Regions from separate parts of the Sus scrofa genome. Here all the other regions are linked to region 4. The links are chromatin contacts, called in public Hi-C, HiChIP or PLAC-seq and promoter capture Hi-C maps. All regions are on one chromosome and are shown on one strand. The core of a region is the stretch at or near the end of the contact, and the rest is flanking DNA. Distances in the headings are between cores, read along the strand shown. Region 1 holds the start of FOXD3 (forkhead box protein D3). Region 2 holds the start of PGM1 (phosphoglucomutase 1). Region 3 holds the start of EFCAB7 (EF-hand calcium-binding domain-containing protein 7). Region 4 holds the start of ATG4C (autophagy related 4C cysteine peptidase). Region 5 has its middle 130 kb from the start of KANK4.

The links. Promoter capture Hi-C pulls out the DNA fragments that hold promoters and counts their contacts. A called contact is a pair of places that touch in the nucleus more often than the background predicts. HiChIP or PLAC-seq counts read pairs in DNA pulled down with a chosen protein or histone mark.
Region 1: a Hi-C map of skeletal muscle shows a contact between it and region 4, with 9 times the contacts expected there. The contact joins the promoter of FOXD3 here to the promoter of ATG4C in region 4. A contact is called at or near these places in 1 of 47 Hi-C or Micro-C datasets (skeletal muscle) and 1 of 2 datasets of contacts at active chromatin or transcription factors (alveolar macrophages).
Region 2: a contact with region 4 is called in an H3K27ac HiChIP or PLAC-seq map of alveolar macrophages. The contact joins the promoter of PGM1 here to the promoter of ATG4C in region 4. A contact is called at or near these places in 1 of 5 promoter capture datasets (liver), 2 of 47 Hi-C or Micro-C datasets (heart right ventricle and liver) and 1 of 2 datasets of contacts at active chromatin or transcription factors (alveolar macrophages).
Region 3: a promoter capture Hi-C map of liver shows a contact between it and region 4, with 13 times the contacts expected there. The contact joins the promoter of EFCAB7 here to the promoter of ATG4C in region 4. A contact is called at or near these places in 1 of 5 promoter capture datasets (liver), 3 of 47 Hi-C or Micro-C datasets (heart right ventricle and liver) and 2 of 2 datasets of contacts at active chromatin or transcription factors (alveolar macrophages and skeletal muscle).
Region 5: a contact with region 4 is called in a Hi-C map of liver, with 3 times the contacts expected there. The contact joins the enhancer-like site here to the promoter of ATG4C in region 4. A contact is called at or near these places in 2 of 47 Hi-C or Micro-C datasets (embryonic fibroblasts and liver).

What each region holds. Positions count from the first base shown.
Region 1 is chr6:149,154,316-149,157,015 of Sscrofa11.1, reverse strand. FOXD3 (forkhead box protein D3) reads left to right here and starts at 1,440. Exons shown (of 2, transcript XM_021096543.1): 1 at 1,440-1,717; 2 at 2,006-2,700. The coding sequence starts at 1,538. LOC110261215 (a long non-coding RNA gene) reads right to left here and starts at 994. Exons shown (of 5, transcript XR_002345162.1): 1 at 799-994; 2 at 137-345.
Region 2 is chr6:148,912,183-148,914,882 of Sscrofa11.1, reverse strand. It overlaps PGM1 (phosphoglucomutase 1), which reads left to right and starts at 1,446. Exons shown (of 12, transcript NM_001246318.1): 1 at 1,446-1,872. The coding sequence starts at 1,627.
Region 3 is chr6:148,996,531-148,999,363 of Sscrofa11.1, reverse strand. EFCAB7 (EF-hand calcium-binding domain-containing protein 7) reads left to right here and starts at 1,574. Exons shown (of 14, transcript XM_013988883.2): 1 at 1,574-2,797. The coding sequence starts at 2,783.
Region 4 is chr6:149,690,604-149,693,461 of Sscrofa11.1, reverse strand. ATG4C (autophagy related 4C cysteine peptidase) reads left to right here and starts at 1,548. Exons shown (of 11, transcript NM_001190284.1): 1 at 1,548-1,647.
Region 5 is chr6:150,238,314-150,241,015 of Sscrofa11.1, reverse strand. No RefSeq gene overlaps it. Among named protein-coding and RNA genes, the nearest start is that of KANK4, 130 kb to the right of the region's middle. Within about 2 kb of position 1,300, at least 12 of the 83 cell types and tissues checked have an H3K27ac peak or open chromatin away from gene starts, as enhancers often do. A contact at or near this core is called in liver, where this site is marked.

The DNA of each region.
Region 1 (2,700 bases), core at 191-2,690, 540 kb after region 4:
CCCCCGCTCCCAGGAGGCTGGGCCCGGGCGCCTGGGAAGTCACACTGCCGGCTCCCCGCATGGTTCTGCCATCCCAGCCCGGACGCTGCGTCTAACCTAGAGGCCCAAAGCCTCTTCCCAGACCCAGGCGACTTACCCAGGCCGCTGCCAATCCCGGCTCCTTCCCCAGCGCCTCATTCCCGACTTTTTCACATGCTAAGTCGTTTAACAACTCCGAGCAGCTAGTTACGGCTTCTTTATTTATAGGTTCCCTGTAATTTTACGTCTTTTTTTTATTTCTGTCGGCAACTATTCCAATAGATTAATCAATAGCCATTTTCTGACCTTCGGGAACCCCAGATGACGCTGTGTGGACGATCGGGAAAAAAAATATATGTATGTATATATATATACATATAAACACGCCCACATCGAGACAGGAAAGCGAAGGCAGGACGAGGTGGTTTGGCTTTGGGGGAGGAGGAGCGCCTCCTCTCAGTAGGTGTTTCTGCCGACTGAACACTGTGGCAGGAGTTCCTCCGAAATCTAATTAGTAAGATAGAGGTGGGGTGCAGCCCTTACTCTTTAGAGCTAAAAAGAATCAAACAAAAACAAAAAACTAAACAGAGACTATAAGTTTTTCTTAAGAAAACGGGATAGGACTCTTGTTCTACAGTCTAAGCCCAATCCCTGACTAGGGAGAGTTGGCAAAAGGATGGGGGGGGTAGAGAGGGCGGGAGGGCAGGGCAGCAGAGCCAAGGGGTCCGGCAGATGCTTCCAAACCCACACCCTGACTCACACGCACCCACCCACACTCACACCCACAGGCCCCCTCGACCCCCGCGCTGGGTTCCAGCCTAGGATAGGGTCTCGGGGTGTGCCGGGACGCCCTCGGGACCCGCGGGATGCTAGCGCACGGTGCGGCGCAGAGTTGCGTGTCCCTCGTTCCTTTGTTGACAATTCTCAGAACCAACTTGAGTTTGGCCGGCTCCGCCGCTGTCCTGACGTCACGCACGGTCACGTGGCCCCGCCTCCTGCTGGATCTTTAAGTAGAAAGTAATCTATCAGGGCCAGTCCTTAAAACGGGACTTTCGACTACGGGGGCTTCGGCGTCCCTGACACTCCCCCTCCCCCTGTTGCCCCTGCCCAGGCCCTCCCGAACTGCTTGGCGCCCGGAGTCCCGCGCCCGCCTGCACCGCCCCTGCTCCCCACGTCCGGCCAGAGGCCGAGGAAGGCGGGCGAAGTAAGGGGGCGCGGCGTGGAGAAGCCGCTGGGGCGGGGAGCGGCAGCAAGCCCCTAGTACCAAGCGCCAGGGACAGCTGGAGTTTGCGGAGCGCGGCCGCGGGGGGCGGACGGCAGCGCCCGCGCCGCGCGATGCCGGGCTGCCAAGTGTGAGCCAAGCCGAGAGGGCCCGGAACCACCTACGCCCCCCTCCGCTCTCCCAATCCCCCATCTTTCCGGGGCGCCCCAAACCCCTTTCCTGAGGTCGGCGGCAGCCCCTGAAGACCCCCGTCTCGCGCCGCTCTTTCCTCGCCGCCGCCACCACCCCCGAGGAGGGATGACCCTCTCCGGCGGCGGCAGCGCCAGCGACATGTCCGGCCAGACGGTGCTGACGGCCGAGGATGTGGACATCGATGTGGTGGGTGAGGGCGACGACGGACTGGAGGAGAAGGACAGCGACGCAGGCTGCGATAGCCCCGCGGGGCCGCCCGAGCTGCGCCTGGACGAGGCGGACGAGGTGACGCCGGCGGCACCCCACCATGGGCAGCCTCAGCCGCCGCACCAGCAGCCCTTGGCACTGCCCAAGGAGGTGGCTGGAGCCGGGGCCGGGCCAGGGGGCGAGGCGGGCGCGTCCGAGGCCGACGGCTGCAAGGGCGGCGTTGGCGGCGAGGAGGGCGGCGGGACCGGCGGCGGGCCTGGCTCGGGCAGTGGTGCGGCGGGCGGCCTGGCCCCAAGCAAGCCCAAGAACAGCCTGGTGAAGCCGCCCTACTCGTACATCGCGCTCATCACTATGGCTATCCTGCAGAGCCCGCAGAAGAAGCTGACCCTGAGCGGCATCTGTGAGTTCATCAGCAACCGCTTCCCCTACTACCGGGAGAAGTTCCCCGCCTGGCAAAACAGCATCCGCCACAACCTCTCGCTGAACGATTGCTTCGTCAAGATTCCCCGCGAACCGGGCAACCCGGGTAAGGGCAACTACTGGACCCTGGACCCGCAGTCTGAGGACATGTTCGACAACGGCAGCTTCCTGCGGCGCCGGAAACGCTTCAAGCGCCACCAGCAGGAGCACCTGCGCGAGCAGACGGCGCTTATGATGCAGAGCTTCGGCGCCTACAGCCTCGCGGCGGCGGCCGGCGCCGCGGGGCCCTACGGCCGCCCCTACGGCCTGCACCCAGCGGCCGCGGCCGGCGCATACTCGCACCCGGCTGCCGCGGCAGCCGCGGCAGCGGCCGCGGCGCTCCAGTACCCATACGCGCTGCCGCCCGTAGCACCGGTTCTGCCGCCCGCCGTGCCGCTGCTGCCCTCGGGCGAGCTGGGCCGGAAAGCGGCCGCCTTCGGCTCGCAGCTCGGCCCAGGCCTGCAGCTGCAGCTCAACAGCTTGGGCGCCGCCGCGGCCGCCGCGGGCACGGCGGGCACGGCGGGCACCACGGCGTCTCTCATTAAGTCCGAGCCGAGTGCGCGGCCGTCGTTCAGCATTGAGAACATCATCGGTGGGGGCCC
Region 2 (2,700 bases), core at 197-2,696, 780 kb after region 4:
TATTAACTAGCTTTCCCTGGCTCACCCATCTTACAAATGATAACATTTCTTAAGCAGAGGAGGCCATCACTCTCACCAAATCAAGGGAGACGCTGAACCTAAAAGACTGAAGATTCCTACGTAACAACTGAGTCTCTTTCTTTGACTCTATGCTCCAACCTTTCACGGCCACCCTGGTCCTTTTTGATCTCTTCCCTAATTTTCTACTGCATGAATAACTGACTTATTTTGATGGCAATAATACTCACCCTTACCTTGTATTTGTACATACGTTTATCAAGCCTTACCTGTACATTTCCTAGTTCTCAAATCTGGTGACAGGCAGGCAAATGATTGCAAGAGACCTGGGTTTGGAGCCACACCCACCTGAGCTGGCCTCCTACAAGTACTTATCTCTGTGGCCGTGACAGGTCATTTTTCGTCTCTCAGTTTTGCAAGCATAAAATAGGGAAAAAATAAAACCTGTACTTCAGAAACATTATATTCAATAAATCTTACCTATTAGTATGCCCACCCTAGTATGCAAACCCAATGGAAATAAAGTGTGTGGTCTGTCAGTAAAAAGTAGTAGGTTGAATCAGACCTTTGGAGTTGACTCCTTTTTCTAACACAAATACTCTTAATATTTAGAGAGAGAATAGAAAGAATAAGGAGTCATAAAATCGGGCTAAGGCTGACATTTTTATCCCTCAGAAGTGTTTCCATAAAGTTATTTACGCATGAAACTCTAGCTAAACCACAGGAAAACATACAGATCTTCCTCCACTTAGGACGAGGTTACTTCTGGATAAACCCATCCTAAGTTCTAAATATCGTAAGGGGAAAACACTAACCTACAAACACCGTAGCTTAGCTGAGCTTACCTTAAATGGGCTCAAAATACTGTAGCCTTCAGTTAAGCAAATTCATCTAACACAAATCCTGTTTTATAATAAAAGTATTGAATAGCTCATGTAATTTATCGAACACTGTACTGAAAGGGAAAAATAGAATAATGGTACGGGTACAGAATGGGTCTAAGTGTATGGGACTCTTTATCCTCCTGATCAGGTGGCTGATCGCGAGCTGCGTCTGAGGGTACGGAGAGAACATGTACTGCATAGTGCCAGCCCAGGAAAAGATCAAAAATCAAAATGAAAGGTACGGTTACTACTGAATACTTATTGTTTTCACACCATCACGAAATAGAAAATAGTCGTGAGTGGAAGCTTCCTAAGTCTTCTAAGTCCGGCTGTCCCGTCTCTGTTTTTCCCGCTGTCTCAAAGTCTTTGCCCTGTGACCCAGTCCCTACCCTAAGCTCCGCACGTTCACTTAGGGGAGGCGTTGCGGGTTTCTCTTTACAGTGATTGGTTTACCGGGGGGAGGGTACCTCGAAAGGCTCCACCCATCTCACCCGAGGCCTAGGGGTGGGCGCTCCCTATTCCCCTCCCTCTCCGACCTGCAAGGAGGTGGGCTGGCCGCGGAGGGAGGGCCCTGTCCCTTTAAGGAGGAGGGACGAGCAAGGCCGAGGGAGCTGCCGCTGCCCCGACCCGGTCCGCGCCCTCACCCCAGAGCAGCCGCAGCCACAGTCCCGGCCGTCCCCCGGTTGGCAGAGTCCGCTCCGGCCCCAGAAAGCAAACCGCCACCATGGTGAAGATCGTGACCGTTAAGACCAAGGCGTATCAAGACCAGAAGCCGGGCACGAGCGGGCTGCGGAAGCGGGTGAAGGTGTTTCAGAGCAGCGCCAACTACGCGGAGAATTTCATCCAGAGTATCATCTCCACCGTGGAGCCGGCGCATCGGCAGGAGGCCACCCTGGTGGTGGGCGGGGACGGCAGGTTTTACATGAAGGAGGCCATCCAGCTCATCGTCCGCATCGCCGCCGCCAACGGGGTAAGGGACGCGCCCCGTCCTCGGTCGCCGGCGTCGTCCGCCTCCTGCCTCGCTCCCGCGGGGCCACTTCCGCGCGCGGCCGCCGCAGTCTCCACCCACACGTCCTCCGCGCTCGCTCTTGCCCGCCCGGGGCCGCGGGCCGGAGAGGGGCCGCCCCGCGGGGCAGAGCCGCTCCTCTGACCGCTCCTCCCATCCTCCCCCCGCCCCCCGGGGCGCGAGCCGAGGCGCTGGGCTTGACCTTGGGAGGCCGGACCCTCCGCCTCCTGCCCCTCCCTCTCTCCCCTCCCCCCCGTTGCTGTTCTGGCCTCTGACATTTACGTTAACCTTTCTTGCCGGCGAAGATACAGTTACCGAGCAGAGGGCAGTCGCCTTGGCCGGGAAAGGTTAGAGGCCGCCGCTTTGCTCAGAACCCCCTGCATCCCGCCGGATGCCGGCTATTCTGGTCTGGGACTGGAGCCTCCCGCTGGCTGCGAGCCGGAGGCTTTGGGCACCCTCCCCTCAGCGGTCCAAAGGGCAGATCCGAGGGGGCGGTTACCAAGCCTCGTTCCCCATCCCCTGGTTTGCTGGGACCGAGCTTCTGCCCTTAGGCGGCCTGGTTGCTGGGGCACAGGCTTTTGAAAGGGCTCGTCTTTTCCCGGTGTTGTCTCTGGATCTGTTCCACAGAGGCGGCTGGAGCTGAAATTTCATTAGATCAGAAACTGCCTGGCCAAGGGCGCTCTTCCGTAAGCAGTCGTGGCAGGGCAGGAAATTAACGCAACCCTTTGCTTCCTCCGCCGCCTGCGCAGCTAGAGGATGTTAACTGACTTTAGGCACGTCCACTCAGGTGAA
Region 3 (2,833 bases), core at 325-2,824, 690 kb after region 4:
CATTTGTGACCCTGAGACTTAACCACATTGAAAAATAAATGTTTACCAACAGTTGTGGAGATGCTCTGCTGAAATACTTTGGCATTACCTAGCCATTAATTTGGTCTTAAATCACTTTGCCAAAATACACTGATCAAAGCTGCTATATATTTAAGATGTTAACCTCAACTTTAAGGTCATGTATTTATTGTCAGAATATAGTTACCGCAGACTCTCCTAATGTAACGTGTACCTGTTAATATGTTAAGAAAATAGCTGTCTAAAACGTCCACATTTAAGGTTTTTTATTTTATTTATTTTTTTAGTTCTTTACAATGTATAGCAGAACAGCAGCGTAGTTCAGGAAATATCACTACTTTTAAGCAAACACACACCAATTTCATCATATTCCTATTTGGCAGGGATTTTTGATACATTATCCTTGCAGCTTTGTATAAGAGCTAACTAGGTTATTTTTCTAGTGCAAAAGGAGGGAGACAAGTCTTTTTGCTTAATTCTGGGAAAAGGAAAACCGCTTCAAGAATCCGTAACTTTTTCCTTTTTTTTTTTTTTCTTTTTAGTGCCACACCCACAGCATATGGAGGTTCCCAGGCTAGGGGTCGAATTGGAGCTGCAGTTGCCAGCCTCTACCACAGCCACAGCAACGCAGGATCTGAGCGGTGTCTGCCACCTACACCACAGCTCAGGACAATACCGGATCCTTAGTCCACTGAGCAAGGCCAGGGATTGAACCTGCGTCCTCAAGGATGCTAATCAGATTCATTCTGCTGAGCCACAATAGGAACTCCAATAATCCATAACTTTTAAAGGTATAAGTGAAACACCTTTTTTTTTTTTCCTTTTAGGGCTGTACTCACAGCATATGGAAGTTCCCAGGCTAGGGGTTGAATTGGAGCTGCAGTTGCCAGCCTACTCGACAGGATAGGATCTGCCTGCCTATGCCACATCTGAGCTGTGCCTGCAGTCTACACCACAGCTCACAGGCAACTCTGGATCCTTAACCCACTGAATGAGGCCAGGGATTGAATCTAAATCCTCATGGTTACTAGTCAGATTTATTACCACTGAGCCACAAAGGGAACTCATGAAACATGTATTTATTGATACCTGTGTGTAGGATATTTTATTAGATGCTGAGTTTCCTCATCTGGAAAGTAGAGGAGCACCAACCTTCTAAGGAGGTAACAGGAGCTCCTACCTTCCAAGGTCTGTTTTTAGGATTCAATGAGAAAATGTAGGTAACGTGCTAAACATCTTAACCAAATCATAATTTAATATTAAATAGATAGGTTATTATTTCTGCAAATATTTCCACTTCCATGTCAAGCCCTGTTTGATAGAGATGTCTTTCCCTCCACCCTTTGTTACTTGGTATTTACCCAAACCTGAAAATAACAGAGAAATAAGTTATTCTGAAAGTGCACAGGCGCAGGTTCCTAAACGACCCTGGTGACAAAAGGCAGCCAGAGAATCTTATGTGTTATATATTATCCGCCTCCACTCCAAAGAAAAAGTTCTTTACTGACCTTCAACCTTCAAAAAAAAAAAAAAAAAAAAAAAAAGGAAAGAAAGAAAAGAAAGAAAGAGTTTCAATAGGGGAGTGATAAGCAAGAAAACTGAAGCCTGGAAATGACAAGTGACTTGTCCAACATTGGACAGCTTTTTCCAGAATTGTTTAGCTTCTTCAGTTGAGAGCTGGAATTCTGGTCTCTTGGGACTCAGTCCTTGAGTTCTGCCACAAGTTTACATGAACTCACCACACCAATCAAGGCATTTAAGTGCTTTTTTTTTTTTTGGTCTTTTCAGGGCCGCACTGGAGCCATATGGAGGTTCCCAGGCTAGGGGTCTAATCGCAGCTGTAGCCTCTGGATTACACCACAGCCAGAGCAACGCCGGTTCCTTAACCCACTGAGCAAGGCCAGGGGTCGAACCCCAAACCTCATGGTTCCTAGTTGGATTTGCTTCCGCTGGGCCACGACGGGAATTCCGGCATTTAAGTGCTTTATTAAATCATCCGGCGTGTTTCAATCTACTGTCTTATTCTCGTTATGTCAACCATTTTTGGAATCACTTCAAGCAATACGTCACCAAGTATAGCTCACAGCATATAAAATCTGTCAAAAGCCTTGGAAAATCAGAATTAAAGTCGACAAATAGTCCGGATAAGTATGGCTGGAAGAGAAACACAGGTGGGTTCGGGGAACGAAAAGACGAGGAACTGTCGGCAGGAAAATTTACACTCCCCAAAGCAGGGAAAAGGTCAATGGGCCACGTAATATCTACTCTTCTTGCCCACTGAGAGGCCCAACACACAGCGACATCTGGGGAGGAGATACCTAAGGCATTCTGACATTCAGGGACGCACCCCCGCTGCTGGGTTAAACAGCCCAGCAATCTCCTCGGAAAGCACACAGGAAACGCCGAAGTCCGAAAAGCGGCAGCGGACCGGAGCTCGACCCTGTGCCACACTCAATGCCGCCTGCCGGAAACGGTCTCCCTGCGACAAGAGGTCCCAGGGTATGCCGGGAAGCGGCGAGAAGAGTCTTCGGGTAGGACCACACCTGGTCCCTGCCAGGGCAACGCAGTACCCTCTCTCACGACCTGACCAAAACGGCCCCCTAAGGAAGAGAGACAGAGCCACCTCTGTTCCCTCTGGAGTAACGGTCCCTTGATTTCTAGCCGGACTGTTTTGGGAGGTGCCCCGGATCTTGTTTCCGGTGGCAGAGAGGCGCAGTTGCCATGGTAATTAAAGGACAGCAGAGAACCTTTTTGCTGCGGTGAGATGATCGCGGAGTTGGTGAGAAGTGGCTGCGTTTCCTCGTTTGTGACCCGC
Region 4 (2,858 bases), core at 299-2,798:
TCCGGCGTTGCCGTGAGCTGTGGTGTAGGTTGCAGACGCGGCTCGGATCCCTCGTTACTGTGGCTCTGGCGTAGGCTGGAGGCTACAGCTCCGATTGGACCCCTAGCCTGGGAACTTCCATATGCCGCGGGAGCGGCTCTAGAAATGGCAAAAGACAAAAAAAAAAAAAAAAAAAAAAAAAAAAGAAAAGAAATGTTACATTTGCTACAGCTTTGTGTAATTGGTTATTTGGTTGCCCTATCATATAACAAAAATAAATAGTTGTGGTTACCTGTTTTTGTCAGACTAATAATAGAAATTATTAATAGAAAATAATATTCAAACCATTAAACACATAAAAAATTCAGAACCTTTTCAAATCTAGTTTTTTTTTTTTTTTTTTTTTTTTTTTTTTTTTTTTGTCTTTTTGCATTTTCTAGGGCCACTCCCGCGGCCTATGGAGATTCCCAGGCTAGGGGTCCAATCAGAGCTGTAGCCGCCAGCCTACGCCAGAGCTACAGCTATGCAGGATCTGAGCCGCATCTATGACCTACACTACATACAGCTCACGGCAACGCCGGCTCCCTAACCCACTGAGCAAGGCCAAGGACCGAACCCACAACCTCATCTTCCTAGTCGGATTCGTTAACCACTGAGCCAGGACAGGAACTCCTCAAATCTAATTTTGAACTTTTCAACTTTGCATTCTGAAAGATTTTCTTTCCCACATGGTTCCATAGTCCAGTAGTGCAGAATGTTAATTTTTTGCTTCCAGTTTTTATTATAATTTCCTATGCAATTCAGAAGCATGTCTAGCAGCCTTGTTCCAGTACAATCCGGTGGTACTGCAAAGACAAAACAGGATCAAACTTTGCAATAATTTGTATTTCTCTCAAAACCGCTTATGAGGAAGGATGGAAATTTCCATTTCGTAAGAAGCCTTTGCAGACTGTCCTGGGTTTCAATTCTAGAAAATAATCTGAATGTGGAAAATAAGTATACATATTCCTTAATGTTTTACAAGAATTTACCTACAGTTCCAACTGTAGCTTGGTTTATGAGTAACTTCACAAAAGGATAAGACGGAATACCGTTTTTTTTTTTTTTTTAATCAAAGTGGGGCTTGGTAGAAAAGAGTACATTAGTCCAACGGATTTAACAAATTCTCCGCAATCGCACTTTGAGTTTTCGGGTGTCAGGGGCGGAGTGAGGAATAAGAGGCGCAGGGCATGCTGGATCTTGTAGTCCCGCGCGGGAGGGGCGTGGTATTGCATGGCCTGCTGGGAGTTGAAGTCCAGTTCAATAGGAACTCATGGTGGGCATAACGCAGTTTGTCTATCACGGGCACCGCTTAGAGACGGATACTTTGGTTCTGTCCTTGCTATATTGGTGATTTATGGTCTGACGTAGTGAACGGGGCGAAAAAGGATGGACAAAGTAAACGAACCAGGGGCCTGGTGACGCCTGCTATTGCTGTCGCCAGTCTGTAAGCTTGAGTGCCCCGGAAGTGGCTGTCCTGCTGGGTTTGAAGGAGGGGGTGGGGCGTTCCTCTTACTACGGTGGCCGGGAAGCTCGAGGTGCCTGTGGCTGCGGCGCAGAGGTTGGAGTGTCTGCGTTTTTGCTGGCAGCTCTTCTGGCGGCTGCTGCTAGAGCTGGAACATTTCCCGGGTTGGTGGCTCCTACACATTGTTTACACTTCTCCAGTTCTGTTTTCGGTGAGGGGTCGACTTGAGGCTAGCGGAGTCAGGAGAAGGTTGGGGCTTAGTGTCTCTGGTCCCCGAATGACCAGGTTTCTTGGGGGGCCTTGCACTCACTGGAGACCCTGTGGCAGACCGTGTAGGCTTTCAGAATTTGGCGCCTCCCTCATCTGCTCCTGTCTAGTGTCATTTGTTTTCTGACTCCTCACTCTTCCTGAGATCCAGAACTGACAAACCTTAAGCCTTCCTGTGGGCAGCTGTTGCCCTCTCTTTGGAAGCTTTTCTTTCTTGTTTCAGGCACGATCTCTTGTCTCCTAAGCTCATCCATTTAACTTCTTCCCTATTTCTCTCCATCTAAAAGAAAAGAAAGAAAACAAATTAGACGCTCAAGATCTCAGTGTTCTCATTCCTAACTCCTTTATCCCTTTTTTGGCCCTTCTTACTAATTCATACTCTGATAACACTTGCCTGAATATCTAAATGCTTTTCCATCCAGACCTTAACGTTCAGTCACTTTATTTGGTTTTTAGCCTGAGCGCTTCCACCTCTATCTACATGTAAGGGCTTTTTAGGTTGGAGGTTCATCTGCGTTCTTAGGATAACTGATGAATGGGAGAGTGATCGCCAATGATTAGCTAAGCGTGACTCTACTTACTGAGTTTATATTTCTTAAGATTTCTTTGGCTTACATTTTCGTTTTGTATTGATTATTTTCTCGCAGGGGGTTCGCTGCTACCCTGCGTTAGTGGAGAATACCTCCTCCTACAGCTCTTCGTATCTTAACTGAGATTTTTTTTTTCTTTTTTCCTACTTCAGGCATATGTCCCCAGTGGAGGTTTGTGCAATGATTTTTGTATCAGTTAATAGATAGACACAAGGGAATGCCTTTCCTCCCTTGTTTATGATTTGTAATTAGTGAGTCATTGAAATTACCCAAAGGGATTGAAAAAGCTTTGGAAGGTAAAGTCTATGTATATACCAATTTGCAAAATAATAAAGTGTCTTCCCTGAACGAGGAAGAGTTTCTAATTAGTCCAGTAATCTGATGCTATATTGAATTAATTATCAATTCTTTCACTGTAAAATTTTGGGAACTGTTTAATGTTAAAAAATAACCAATAGAAGGAATTTTATAGTTTAGTAAAAATAGTTTAAAAAACCACTTAACTGATGTTCTTTTTT
Region 5 (2,702 bases), core at 51-2,550, 550 kb before region 4:
ATCAGTGGGTTAAGGATCCGGCATTGCAGCAAGCTGCATTGTAGTTCACAGATACAGCTTGGATCTGGTGCTGTGGTGGTTGTGGTGTAGGCCAGCAGCTCCAATTGGACCCCTGGCCTGAGAACTTATATATGCTGCAAGCCTTTAAATAAAAGGAAAAGAAAAAAAAAAAAAAGCCACAGGTGCGGCCCTAAAAAAAAGACAACAACAACAACAACAAAAAAGACAAAAAAGAAAGAAATTACCCTTAAGATAATTAATGAACCTTTTAATTTTTGATGTTGATGTGTGGAGCCATCCCAAGAGTATAATATCTTTCCATCGCTATTGAAGACATTCTAGAAGCATGTGGTGTTAGATGCTAATTATCCACTTTTTGGACATAAGATTCCTATTTGGGGTACAACCTCAGTGTTAATTCACCATCCTGGGGTGTAGAGTAAAGCTAGTTTAAGTGCACATCACACAGAGTCTCTTTTGAAAAAGTCACTTCCTCCAGGAAGACTTCCCTGACTTCACATATCTTGTTAAGTCTCTCTCCTCTTTTTGGGGTCAACTGTGGAGCTTCCCTATGCTATCAACTATAAGAAAGTTGGCAACTGTTAAACTCTCTCTCTTATTCATGCCAAATTCTGAACACCTTAAGGACAAAGTTTCCCACTTGTACCCCCAGCACCTAGCATATTTCCTGGCACAAACTAAATGTTCAAATATTTGTTGAATTGAAACATGTGGCCAGGCACTGTACCAGATACAATTTTTTAAATCTCTCTGTGCTTTACTTTGAAATGTATCTTTTAAAAGAAAGTCTTCACGGATGAATAGATGGATGGATACATGGATAGCTGTGTGATAATACAAGTCTAGTAAAATGTTAATGACAGTCTTGGTGGTGGATGTTCTCTGAAATTTTTCAGCTTTGCTGAATGTTTGAAATTTTGCATAAGAGAATATTGGGGGGAGACCCAATGCATCTTCACAATCCTTAAGGATAGATTTTATTGTCCTCACCGTTTACAAAAGGTGGAAACTAATAATCAAATAAATTAGAAACCTGCTCAAGGTCACACAAAGAAGGAAGTGGGATCACACCGACTCTGCCAAACCATTTCCCCCTCTGCTCTGAGACAGACTCCTTTTCTGTTTGTCAGACAGAATGCGGTCACCAGGTCCAGATAGCCCAGTTGTGACCCATGAATTAAATGGAAACGTTTTGTTTCCAGGATTGGGAAGGCTACAATGCTTGCTTCTGACCAACGCAGAGGGTAGAGGTGGGGTTTCCTGTTTCCCTAGGGAGCTGGAGGACTCCCCTCACCCCCACCCCAACACACACTCCTTCCCGGAAGTGGCCTGACTGCTCAGTAGGCAATGTCCTTGCTTCACAGAGCCATTCTGTATTAACATTAGACAAAGATGCCTCAATTAAATGTGGCTTAAAAATCAAAGCGGAGGATCAAGGACTCGTCTGAAACACCACCGGGACTCTCCCAAAGCTTCGGAGTTTTATGTCCATAATGGAAATATAATTACTCTGTTCAAACCTTTCCTTAAAACACTGGTTTTCTAGAGACATGGGAGGATTTTAACCAGGGAAGTTTGCCAGGCATTTGGTTTGCCGAACGCAGTGAGGTCAGGACACGTGCTTCACTGGCAGGTTGATACTCTTTCACCTGCAAAGGCTAGAAATGAAAGCCTGGCTCAGGGTCACTTGCACCCAAACTTGCTCACTTTAGACTCCAAGTGCGTCCCTCCCGGCGGCAACCTGCGAAACCACAGACAGCCGCGCGGGGGCGCACGAGAGACGCTGCGAGTCCTCGGAGTCTGCAATCAGCAGCTGCACCAGATTGGGGGGAAAAACATGTACCATTTAGCTGAGTCTTCAGTAACTAGAAGAGGAAGTGAAGGATGGAGAAGGGCAGAGATTTGGAAAGTTGGCCCTCCCAGCCGGCCACGTTATTAAGAGTAAAGGAGCGTGGACATCACATCTCGTAGTTGTTAGTGGTTTGGTCCTATGACCAGGTTTGATTGCATTATAAGCTCCACGTTTCCATTAACTGAATTGTCTGGCTCTTGACAGTGAGCAAATAAGTTAGAGATGTTAGGATTTCAGGGCTAGGGCAAGAATTTCAGTCCTTAAGATCCCTTCCCCCACCACCACCTCTCGGGGCCCCCTCCACCCCTCGACCCCCCCCACCTCTCGCCCCGGCGCCCATCGTCCTGCTCCCTTTCAGAACCTGAGCTCTGGCACAGTCCTATTGCTGGAATTTATCATTTTATTGTGCATTTTAAAATTGCTTTTGTTAGATACACTTAGAAAGTGCTAAAAGATTTAACAGTCATTAAAATCGATTTTAAAACAACGAGGTACAGTAAGACCTTTTCAGTTACTATTCATGTAACATTTATTAAGAGCTGACTGTGTGTTAGGTTCCAGAGATACAGAAGCTAATAAGACATATTCCCTGTCCTTGACCGCCTTGGTCTAAAGGGGAGGCAGGTAAGGAAATGGTACTGCCGTAGTGGGAGGTTGATATTAGGGCCAAGGGAGGTCATGCTGTGATGGGGGCGAGTAGAGGGTGCTATGGAAACTGCCTTCAGAGGCTTTGGGAGCAGTCACAGGTGGCTAGGTGGCTAGGTGAAGGGGTGACAAGGAGTCCAGGGAGAACAGCAGCATTTTCAAAGTGAAAATCAACAATGGTGAG